Linked DNA regions of Mus musculus: region 2 is linked to region 1. The links are chromatin contacts, called in public ChIA-PET maps. All regions are on one chromosome and are shown on one strand. The core of a region is the stretch at or near the end of the contact, and the rest is flanking DNA. Distances in the headings are between cores, read along the strand shown. Region 1 overlaps Slc6a20b (solute carrier family 6 (neurotransmitter transporter), member 20B). Region 2 has its middle 13 kb from the start of Ccr9.

Evidence for each region. ChIA-PET counts read pairs in DNA pulled down with a chosen protein or histone mark.
Region 2: an RNA polymerase II ChIA-PET map of memory CD8 T cells shows a contact between it and region 1, with 41 read pairs. The contact joins two enhancer-like sites. A contact is called at or near these places in 1 of 39 promoter capture datasets (macrophages), 3 of 115 datasets of contacts at active chromatin or transcription factors (CD8 T cells, bone marrow-derived macrophages and memory CD8 T cells) and 1 of 9 other capture datasets (adipose tissue).

What each region holds. Positions count from the first base shown.
Region 1 is chr9:123,592,406-123,597,079 of GRCm38.p6, forward strand. It overlaps Slc6a20b (solute carrier family 6 (neurotransmitter transporter), member 20B), which reads right to left. Exons shown (of 11, transcript NM_011731.4): 10 at 3,638-3,803; 11 at 1,418-2,737. The coding sequence ends at 2,588. It overlaps Sacm1l (SAC1 suppressor of actin mutations 1-like (yeast)), which reads left to right. Exons shown (of 20, transcript NM_030692.5): 20 at 1-195. Among named protein-coding and RNA genes, the nearest start is that of Slc6a20b, 38 kb to the right of the region's middle. Within about 2 kb of position 2,581, at least 13 of the 459 cell types and tissues checked have an H3K27ac peak or open chromatin away from gene starts, as enhancers often do. A contact at or near this core is called in memory CD8 T cells, where this site is marked.
Region 2 is chr9:123,752,169-123,756,842 of GRCm38.p6, forward strand. No RefSeq gene overlaps it. Among named protein-coding and RNA genes, the nearest start is that of Ccr9, 13 kb to the right of the region's middle. Within about 2 kb of position 2,378, at least 59 of the 459 cell types and tissues checked have an H3K27ac peak or open chromatin away from gene starts, as enhancers often do. A contact at or near this core is called in memory CD8 T cells, where this site is marked.

The DNA of each region.
Region 1 (4,674 bases), core at 1,331-3,830:
CGTTTTACAGTAAGCACTTCATGTCAACAGCTACAGCAAACACCAAATCTGAACCACTAGTGTGGCTGCTTCGCAAGGACTAATGTCAGAGGGTTAGGCTGCAAGTGATCAGTGTTTGACAGCCCTGCAGTGATCTTCTTTAACTCATTTACTGTACATCCATATGCAAAAATAAAATGCCATATTCTTTTCTAACCGCTGTTGGTACTGTTTCTCTGTTTTTATCGTGTTTTTTTTTTAATCTTAAAGCAGTGTTTGATCATTATAGAAATACTAGTCACTACAAGTAAACAAGGTAAATAACTTCTAAACTGTTTTCCAGTAATCACCTTAGACACTTTTTATAGCTTTGTTTTTTTATAGATAAGGCTAAGGCAACATTTAGTAATATATAACATTTAGTGATGTTTAATATCCATAAAATTATCTGTACTTTCAAATTATAATTTGTTTCAAAGAGATACAGGTTGCAGGGTGATAAGGAAGTATGGGTGAGTAATTGCTACAGATTGTAACCAATGAATGGGAAAATAGTATGTATTTTCTTCTGTGCTCGCTTCCAAGGACAAGTTTTGACAGTTGTCACTTCAGGTCTCATTCTATCCATGATCAATTTTGGGTAATAGACTGAGAGGTCAGCCTGGTATGTGATGTCAAGTGACCTTTAAATCTCAATGACTGTTTTTTGTTTTTAATTTATAAGATTTCTCCTCCTTCCTGTGTACCCTGCAGAGTTGGCTGCTTTTCTGCTCCCTAGCTATACTTTGGCTCTCACAACAGTGACGCTAACTTCTCTTGGGACACTCTCAGTTTTCCTGACAGAAAGAAGCCTTTGCTCAGAAATGACACAATTTTCCTGTAGTACTCATTTTGGACAAGTCTAGGGCAGTGTGAGTTGAAAATCAAAACTCTGATTCTCAATTTAGAGTTGAACTGTGCACACACATCAATATGTGTGTGCGTGCTCAAAGAGTCCCAGCTAGATCCCGGTATGACAGGTAACTGTAAGGTTGAATTTGCTCCTGGCATCTTCACATCACCTCATAGACCTAAAAACTTAAACTGATCTAACAGCTACCATTCTGTAACATGTGGGTATCTTGTCAGCAAGAACCAGATTGCAAAGTCCCAGTCTTAAGACTTAGAGAATCAATCACTATCTTCAACCTTTAAAGCCGGTATCCATTGATGGAAAAAAGGCTACACATGATCTTCAGGGCTGGCACTGGGAGGAAGGTCTTCACACTTAATTTTTTTTTTTTTTTTTTTTTTTTTTGTTTTTCAAGACAGGGTTTCTCTGTATAACCCTGGCTGTCCTGGACCTCACTTTGTAGACCAGGCTGGTCTCGAACTCAGAAATCCACCTGCCTCTGCCTCCCGAGTGCTGGGATTAAAGGCGTGCACCACCACACCCGGCTTCCACACTTAATTTTTAATAAAATGTATTGTATTTGAGGTTCACAACATAGTTATAAGAAGTTACGTAATAAATGTGTAGTATACCAGGGCATTACTACGTCATCCCACACAGTTGTTCTTAATAGTAAAATCAGATTTAGTTAAAAAAAATCCTAACAGTTTTGTGTTGCATATAGCACTCCAGGTTTTTCCCCCACATCTCTATTTTGTATTGTTTGGTCTACAGCTCATTTTCCCCTTCTCTATTAGCAAGAGTCTAGTCACATATAAAGGAATATCCATTAGATTGTAAAAAATGGATTTATCTGTACATTCAGACTACTAAAAGAAAGAAACCTGTCAGTCAAGAATACAATATGCTTCAAGAAATACTGGATGGGTGAAGTAAGAGAGTGTTTGAACCCAGGCTGGCATCGGCTGCTCCCTCCCCATTTACCCACCCCCTCTGCAAAGGAATGGTTTAAACAAAAACAAAAGGATAATTAATGTTCTAAAACGTATATACCTGGCCTGGTGGCACATGACCTGTTGTGCTAGTATGGGGAGGCTATGGCTAGAAGATCACAGATTCTAGCCTAACCTGGAATGCATAGGTCCAGACCAACCTGAGGTCCATATATACCAAGACTCTACCTCAACCAAAAAAAGCAATGTTAGAGGTAAATTTGTGGTCTAGCATATCATGACTGTAGTAGTGGTGTGTAAAGAATGAGAGCTAAAGATCAAAATGATCAAAAATTATATCTATTATGAGCTATATAATACAAATGGTATAAATTTTAACAACAAAAGTATACGTCATGGAAGAGGAGGAATAAAAGCTGTTGGGAAGTGGTGGTGCACACCTTTATTCCCAGCACTTGGGATGCACGTAGATCTGAGTTCAACGTCAGTCTGATCTACAGAGTGAGTTCCAGGACAGCCAGGGCTACACAGAGAAACCCTGTCTTGAAAACAAAAACAAAAGGGTAAAAGCCTCAGCATTTATGGTCAGAGTTAGGTTTCTGTCAGCCTACAATTTAATACAGAGAATTTAATTTTCCTTGCAGATTCAGGAAGCAGAAAATACTTGTGGCTTTAAAAAGCAGCTGTAGACCTCCCACTGCTGGATATATAGGGAGTGGCTGTGAAACAGTGACTGACAGGAAGTCTGTGGGACCTCCAGTTCTCAGGCTGCAGAAAACTGTTCTCTGATCTTGAAGTGGCGTGTGACAAAAGTCCCCAGGGCTACCAGAGGGATGCACATGGTGGAGGAGGCTACCAGAAGCCCAATGACAGCTAGTGCGTATGTAGGATAATCCTTAGTCACCACGTGGCCCTGCAAAAAAAGACAGGAGAAGCCTTCACTAGCTGAGGCAACTCCAGCCTCTGTTCCAGACAAGGAAGAGAAATGGTGGGAGTCGGTGTTTAGGTTTGAATATGAAACGCTTCCCTCCAGACTCAGGTGCTTTTTCTCCAGCTGCTAGCTTCCACTTTGGAAGGTTCTGGAAATGATAGGAAGTAAGCTCTATCTGGGGAAGCATGTTACTGGGGACTGATTCTTGGGTTATCTGGTGTCTGGAGGCTTCCCCTGTTTTCTATCAGGAAGTGAAGAAAAAGGCTGCTTCACGCTCTTGTTGGCATGACACTCTGCCCAACCAATAAGGCCAAGATATCGTGGATTGACCTTTCTAAACTATGACTCAAGATTTTTTCTCTGCATTTATGATGTCAGGATTTTGGTCAGTGCAATAATAAAAGTAACATGGGAAGGAATGGACCTGTAGGTCAGCCATACACACACCCCTTACACCCCCCCTACATTAATTTTACAGCAAGCATGCACAAAAAACACTCCCACCTTTTCTCTTTTACCCATAGAGAGCACTATTTCCACATGTAAAGCTCTTAGGTGAAGCTCTTACAAAGGAAGAACCATTACTCATACAGGGATGTCCTCATTGTCTAGGGGAAGTTCCACTGGGATGCTGTGGAGGTGACTTTTATGGTCTTCACACATTGTGGTTGAAAACTCAGAGCCCAGTTCTGCTGTAGTAGATTGAGCATCTGTAACATGTTGATGAAGCTCCCATGCTATCTGTCACCTGTAATTCCCCCCCCCCCCACACACACACACACAGCACAGCAATGGTTCCTGTGTCAGACACTGAAGGGCTGTGTTCTGGAGTGACACTGTTGGCTCTGCTCTGTTCCTCAGCCCTGCAGGGACATCACATACCTGAGTAGCATCCCAGGCTTGGTACTGCAGCGTTCCCGTGAGGATGTAGTCACTCAGGTAGAAGATAAAGAGGCCGACGATGAGCAGTGGACTCACAAACGCCCACATGACCTTCCAGTACCAGCTGAGGGTGCGGCCAGTCATGGCCCGAAGGTCACTTTCAAATCTGTTTGGACCACAGGGGGAGAGCCTGGAGGGAGGGGCTCCGGATCCATACCCTCTGCACTTAGGAAGATGCTATTCTGGTTACCAGTGATCTTTGAGTGTGACCCTGAACCTGTCTGATCCCTTCCTTTCCTGGGGGAGGTGTTGTGGAAAAGAGAAAAGGGCTGATGCTGCCTAAGGGGAGAATGACCAAGAAGGAAGGGATCATGGGGCATCTCCCCAGTGTTGGCCTTCATAGGAAGGCTCCTGATGTGGACCTGAGGGTAATTCCTGGAGAAGATGGAGCCAGGGTGCATGGTGGAGGGGGATGCCAGTTTCCTCAGTCCACAGGGCAAGGATGACATTGCCACTCTGCCCACCCACCCACTCTGTCCATTAGTGATGATGAGTCCAAGTATTCTCTACTCCTCCTTGAGATGGCCTCAGAACAGGCACTTTGTGTTTGGAAGAGCAAGTAGAGTGGAGCAGTAGAGAAGAGGTTGTGAAGGGCTCTCTCTTCCCCTCCTCACAGGATGACTAAAAGAACAAGATCCTAGACTAGTGGTTCTCAGCATGTGGTCCCCGGAAGACCAAGGAAAGTGCTAGACATATCAATTATTGCACTTTCTCCCAGACTTTAGCCAGACCCCTAATGAAGGAGGTCCTGTAATCTTCATTTCATTGGCCACCAGTTTGAAAGCTCTATGTGACATTTTTGGCTCCGATGCATACTTCATCACTTGGAAGACTAAAAACATCCCAGTGTTGGACAGGGTTCTTGAAAATCCCCAATGATCAAAGTATCTAAGCCTGGAGGCTGAGTCCCTGATCAGAAAGCATGCCATGATAAAAAGTGTAGAACAGGAAATAGAAAGAGGCTGTTGGATGCAGGC
Region 2 (4,674 bases), core at 1,128-3,627, 160 kb after region 1:
TTATTTGATTTTCTGAAGTCCACCTTCTTGAGTTCTTTATATATGTTGGATATTAGTCCCCTATCTGATTTAGGATAGGTAAAGATCCTTTCCCAATCTGTTGGTGGTCTCTTTGTCTTATTGACGGTGTCTTTTGCCTTGCAGAAACTTTGGAGTTTCATCAGGTCCCATTTGTCAATTCTCGATCTTACAGCACAAGCCATTGCTGTTCTGTTCAGGAATTTTCCCCCTGTGCCCCTATCTTCAAGGCTTTTCCCCACTTTCTCCTCTATAAGTTTCAGTGTCTCTGGTTTTATGTGAAGTTCTTTGATCCACTTAGATTTAACCTTAGTACAAGGAGATAAGTATGGATCGATTTGCATTCTTCTACATGATAACAACCAGTTGTGCCAGCACCAATTGTTGAAAATGCTGTCTTTCTTCCACTGGATGGTTTTAGCTCCCTTGTCGAAGATCAAGTGACCATAGGTGTGTGGGTTCATTTCTGGGTCTTCAATTCTATTCCATTGGTCTACTTGTCTGTCTCTATACCAGTACCATGCAGTTTTTACCACAATTGCTCTGTAGTAAAGCTTTAGGTCAGGCATGGTGATTCCACCAGAGGTTCTTTTATCCTTGAGAAGAGTTTTTGCTATCCTAGGTTTTTTGTTATTCCAGATGAATTTGCAAATTGCTCCTTCTAATTCGTTGAAGAATTGAGTTGGAATTTTGATGGGGATTGCATTGAATCTGTAGATTGCTTTTGGCAAGATAGCCATTTTTACAATGTTGATCCTGCCAATCCATGAGCATGGGAGATCTTTCCATCTTCTGAGATCTTCTTTAATTTCTTTCTTCAGAGATTTGAAGTTTTTATCATACAGATCTTTCACTTCCTTATTTAGAGTCACTCCGAGATATTTTATATTATTTGTGACTATTGAGAAGGGTGTTGTTTCCCTAATTTCTTTCTCAGCCTGTTTATCCTTTGTGTACAGAAAGGCCATTGACTTGTTTGAGTTAATTTTATATCCAGCTACTTCACCGAAGCTGTTTATCAGGTTTAGGAGTTCTCTGGTGGAATTTTTAGGGTCACTTATATATACTATCATATCATCTGCAAAAAGTGATATTTTGACTTCCTCCTTTCCAATTTGTATCCCCTTGATCTCCTTTTGTTGTCGAATTGCTCTGGCTAATACTTCAAGTACTATGTTGAAAAGGTAGGGAGAAAGTGGGCAGCCTTGTCTAGTGCCTGATTTTAGTGGGATTGCTTCCAGCTTCTCTCCATTTACTTTGATGTTGGCTCCTGGTTTGCTGTAGATTGCTTTTATCATGTTTAGGTCTGTGGTGTGGTGTGAGGGTACACAGGCCTTCACCTACTTTCACAGCCGATTTGTCCTGGGAAGCTTTCTCTCAATTATGTGACATACACACTGTCATGTATCTGTCTTGTTGGGATTTCTTGACCACTTTTGAGAATAAGATATGGAAGAATCTATGTCTGCCATGCTAAGTCTGACATGCCTCTTTGGTCACTGTTTTTCTACTTTTGTGTTCAGTCAATGTCTCAGTGAATAATTGGTTGTATGCTATGCTGGGCTGCCAAGTTCTTTTCTCCCCTGCCTAGGGTAGGATGCAGCCCCTCTTGACATTTAGTACAAATGCAACTGGTGTTGAGTCTGCAATTGCCAATATCTTTGATAAACATTCTTTTTGGGGATGGTGCCTGAAAGCAATGTGGGTAAAGTCTGGGGATAGTTTGGAAGAGAATGTAAGTTCTTTTTGTTGTTGTTGTTTTGTTTTGTTTTTTGGGACAGGGTTTCTCTGTGTAGCCTTGGCTGTCCTGGAAGTTACTTTGTAGACCAGGCTGGCCTTGGGCTCAGAAATCCGCCTGCCTCTGCCTCCCGAGGGCTGGGATAGAAGGCGTGCACCACCACGCCCGGCTGAGAATGTAAATTCTATCACTTGGGAGTCACAAAGTCTCCATCTTATTGAGAAAAAAAAGGTTAGGCCAGAGAAAAGAGATCACTCTGAGGTCTGGGAGAGCTTGGGGTGGCATTTATGTTATCAAATAACCAGTGGCTAAAGCCATTTCCTCCAGGGTTGTCATTTGTTTCTTCCAAGCTCGTTGAGAGTCTGGCTATGCCAACAATTCTCCCACACTCCCAGACATAGCTTTGTGCTTTCCTCCAAATCTCCCTATCTTTGCATTAAGCAGCAGTGAGGTGCATGATTTAGGATGCTGTAACAAACATATCTCTTGAGATGGCTTCAGTGGACCAGCCCCACTGATCACTAGCACCTGTTCTGAAGCTCAGCCTGGCAGCAGTGACAAGATGGCATGTGACTAGGATACTCACAAGGCCAGGCGGAAACTGTGTGGTTTGGGGTCAGGAAGCCAAGTGCCTGTTGTCAGGTGTAACCCACAGTCCAGGCCCCACCATCAAGTCAGGTGTCTCTGGGTTTCATCGGCTCTAAAATTATGAGTTGACAGTCGGCTGGCACGGAAGTTTGGAAACTAAGCTATCAGCAGATCATCCAGGCTTGAATGTGGTTTAGACATCCTGAAAGGTAGCAGGTGGAAATCACATCACGAGGATGAGTTACAGTCTCTGAGTCATGTGTGTGTGTGGGGGGGTGGGGTGGGGTGGGTGGGGGAGGGTTGGGTGCAAAGAACTGATCTTTGTTCTTAATAATCTGATAAATAAAGACAGATTAACAAACAAGATGGTTTTTATAACAACTTCCTAAGAACAAAGTCTACTTAATATTTAAAACAAATTCAAGATTTTGTGTTGTTGCCCAGCAGATAGAGAACTTATTAGACTCTTTAAATGCTTATTGTGTTGAACATCCCATACTGCACACACAGTTTTGCAGTTTGTTTCTCAGAACTCTTTCATAGTAAAATATCGGCGACTGCAAAGCCAAACTCTTGCTTAACTGCCTTTCACCACCACCGTGACTTTTCCTGGAGGTAAGCATTGTAGACATTTGGCTTGAAGCCTTTTCAAAGCCTTTCGTGTACCATTATAAACAAACATATTATGGTAGTTTGTATTAGTGTGAACTTGGCAAGCTCTAGAATCACCTGGGAGATGGTCCTCTGAATCATCTGTGTTGGAGATGTTAACTGATGTAGGAAGACCAATCTGAGTAGTGGGTAGCACCATTTCCTGAGCAGGGAATCCTGGATTGTATAGATGTGGAAATTGTCCTGATCATTAGCATACCATGCATTCATTCATTGCTGTCTTCTATGCATAATGAATTTGATGTGACCAGATGTTTCAAGTTCCTGCCACCATTTTTTACCATGATGGACTTCACCTTGAACTGTGAGCCAGAAAAAAAATACTTTCTTTTTAAAGTGGCTCTTGTCAGGGTACAGCAGTAGGAAAAGAAACTCCAACACATATATTCCCAGACAGGTTGACTTTGCAATTAACAATGCTAGCCCATTAAGCATATGGTATGCAAGTTGTTTTGATTATTCAGAGCCATAGGGATCTTCCAATATTTGTATAAGTTGACCTTCATCATCTTGTTTACTGCTGCATGGCATTTCCACAGGATGAATGCACTATGCTGTATGTAACCCTCTCCTGGTGATATTCCATCATCAGTAACATGTGCAAGGTTTCTGTCATCCATGTGAAGCTAGTAAAATTCTGTGAGCCAATGGTTAACAACTTTACATCTTAACAGATGTTGTCATAGTCCTTCCCAATGTGGCAGGACCAATTTTCACATTCTCAGGAATAGGTGAGAGTACTTGATTCCTCACCCCCAATATTTGCTACTAAGCTCAAAACAAGTGCGTATTACAAAGATGAAATATTAACCTTGTTGAACATGCATGTCTACTTTCATGATTACTACTTGTATTGTGTGTGTGATGAGTGTCTGCATGTTCACATATGTGGGTGCAGGTGTGCACCCACATGTGTGAGTGTGGATGTGGAAGCTTGAAATTGACATGAATGTTTTGGCTACTCTTCACCTTATATATTGAGGCAGGATCCCTTATTTGAACCCAGAACTTATTGATTCAGCTAACCAGCTTACCGGATTACCCTTGGGATCTCCTGTCTCCGATTCCTGAGTCCTGAGATTATAGAAGAGACAACACACCTCTGCCATTCACATGGTGCTGGGGATTTTATCTCAGGTCCTCACACTTACATATAAAGAGGGTTACTCACTAAGCCATCTGCCCAGCCCAATTATTAACCTTCAGATATTTTTCTTTTCCTGCTCAGAAACTGTTCATACTTTTGCACATTTTAAAATTTGGATATTCTTCTATTTTTTTTCTTGGTGGGAACTGAGTTTCTTTTTTAATAGAAATTGTGAAAAGCAGGCAGAAACCTACAGAACTAGAAAGTCACAAAAACATTGTTCATGTAGAAGGAGAAAAGAAAATCTGTGGCGCGTGTTTGTGCATGTTTTGTTTCCATAGCGTGACTTTAACACCCACACATCTTTAGCAAGTGGAATGAAGCCCCCAAGACTGCAAAGGCAAAGATGAAAGAAAAGCCAGTAAGTCTACCACATGCTTGATTACCATTGGGGCAGGTTCCTACCTCTGAACTCCACCTTCATGTCCTGCAAAAAGCTTTATTCTATTCTGAGGGGGGCTCTCCTATAGGAATATGGAGTTTGGAATTTAGGCTAGTGTTTGTCTGTTGC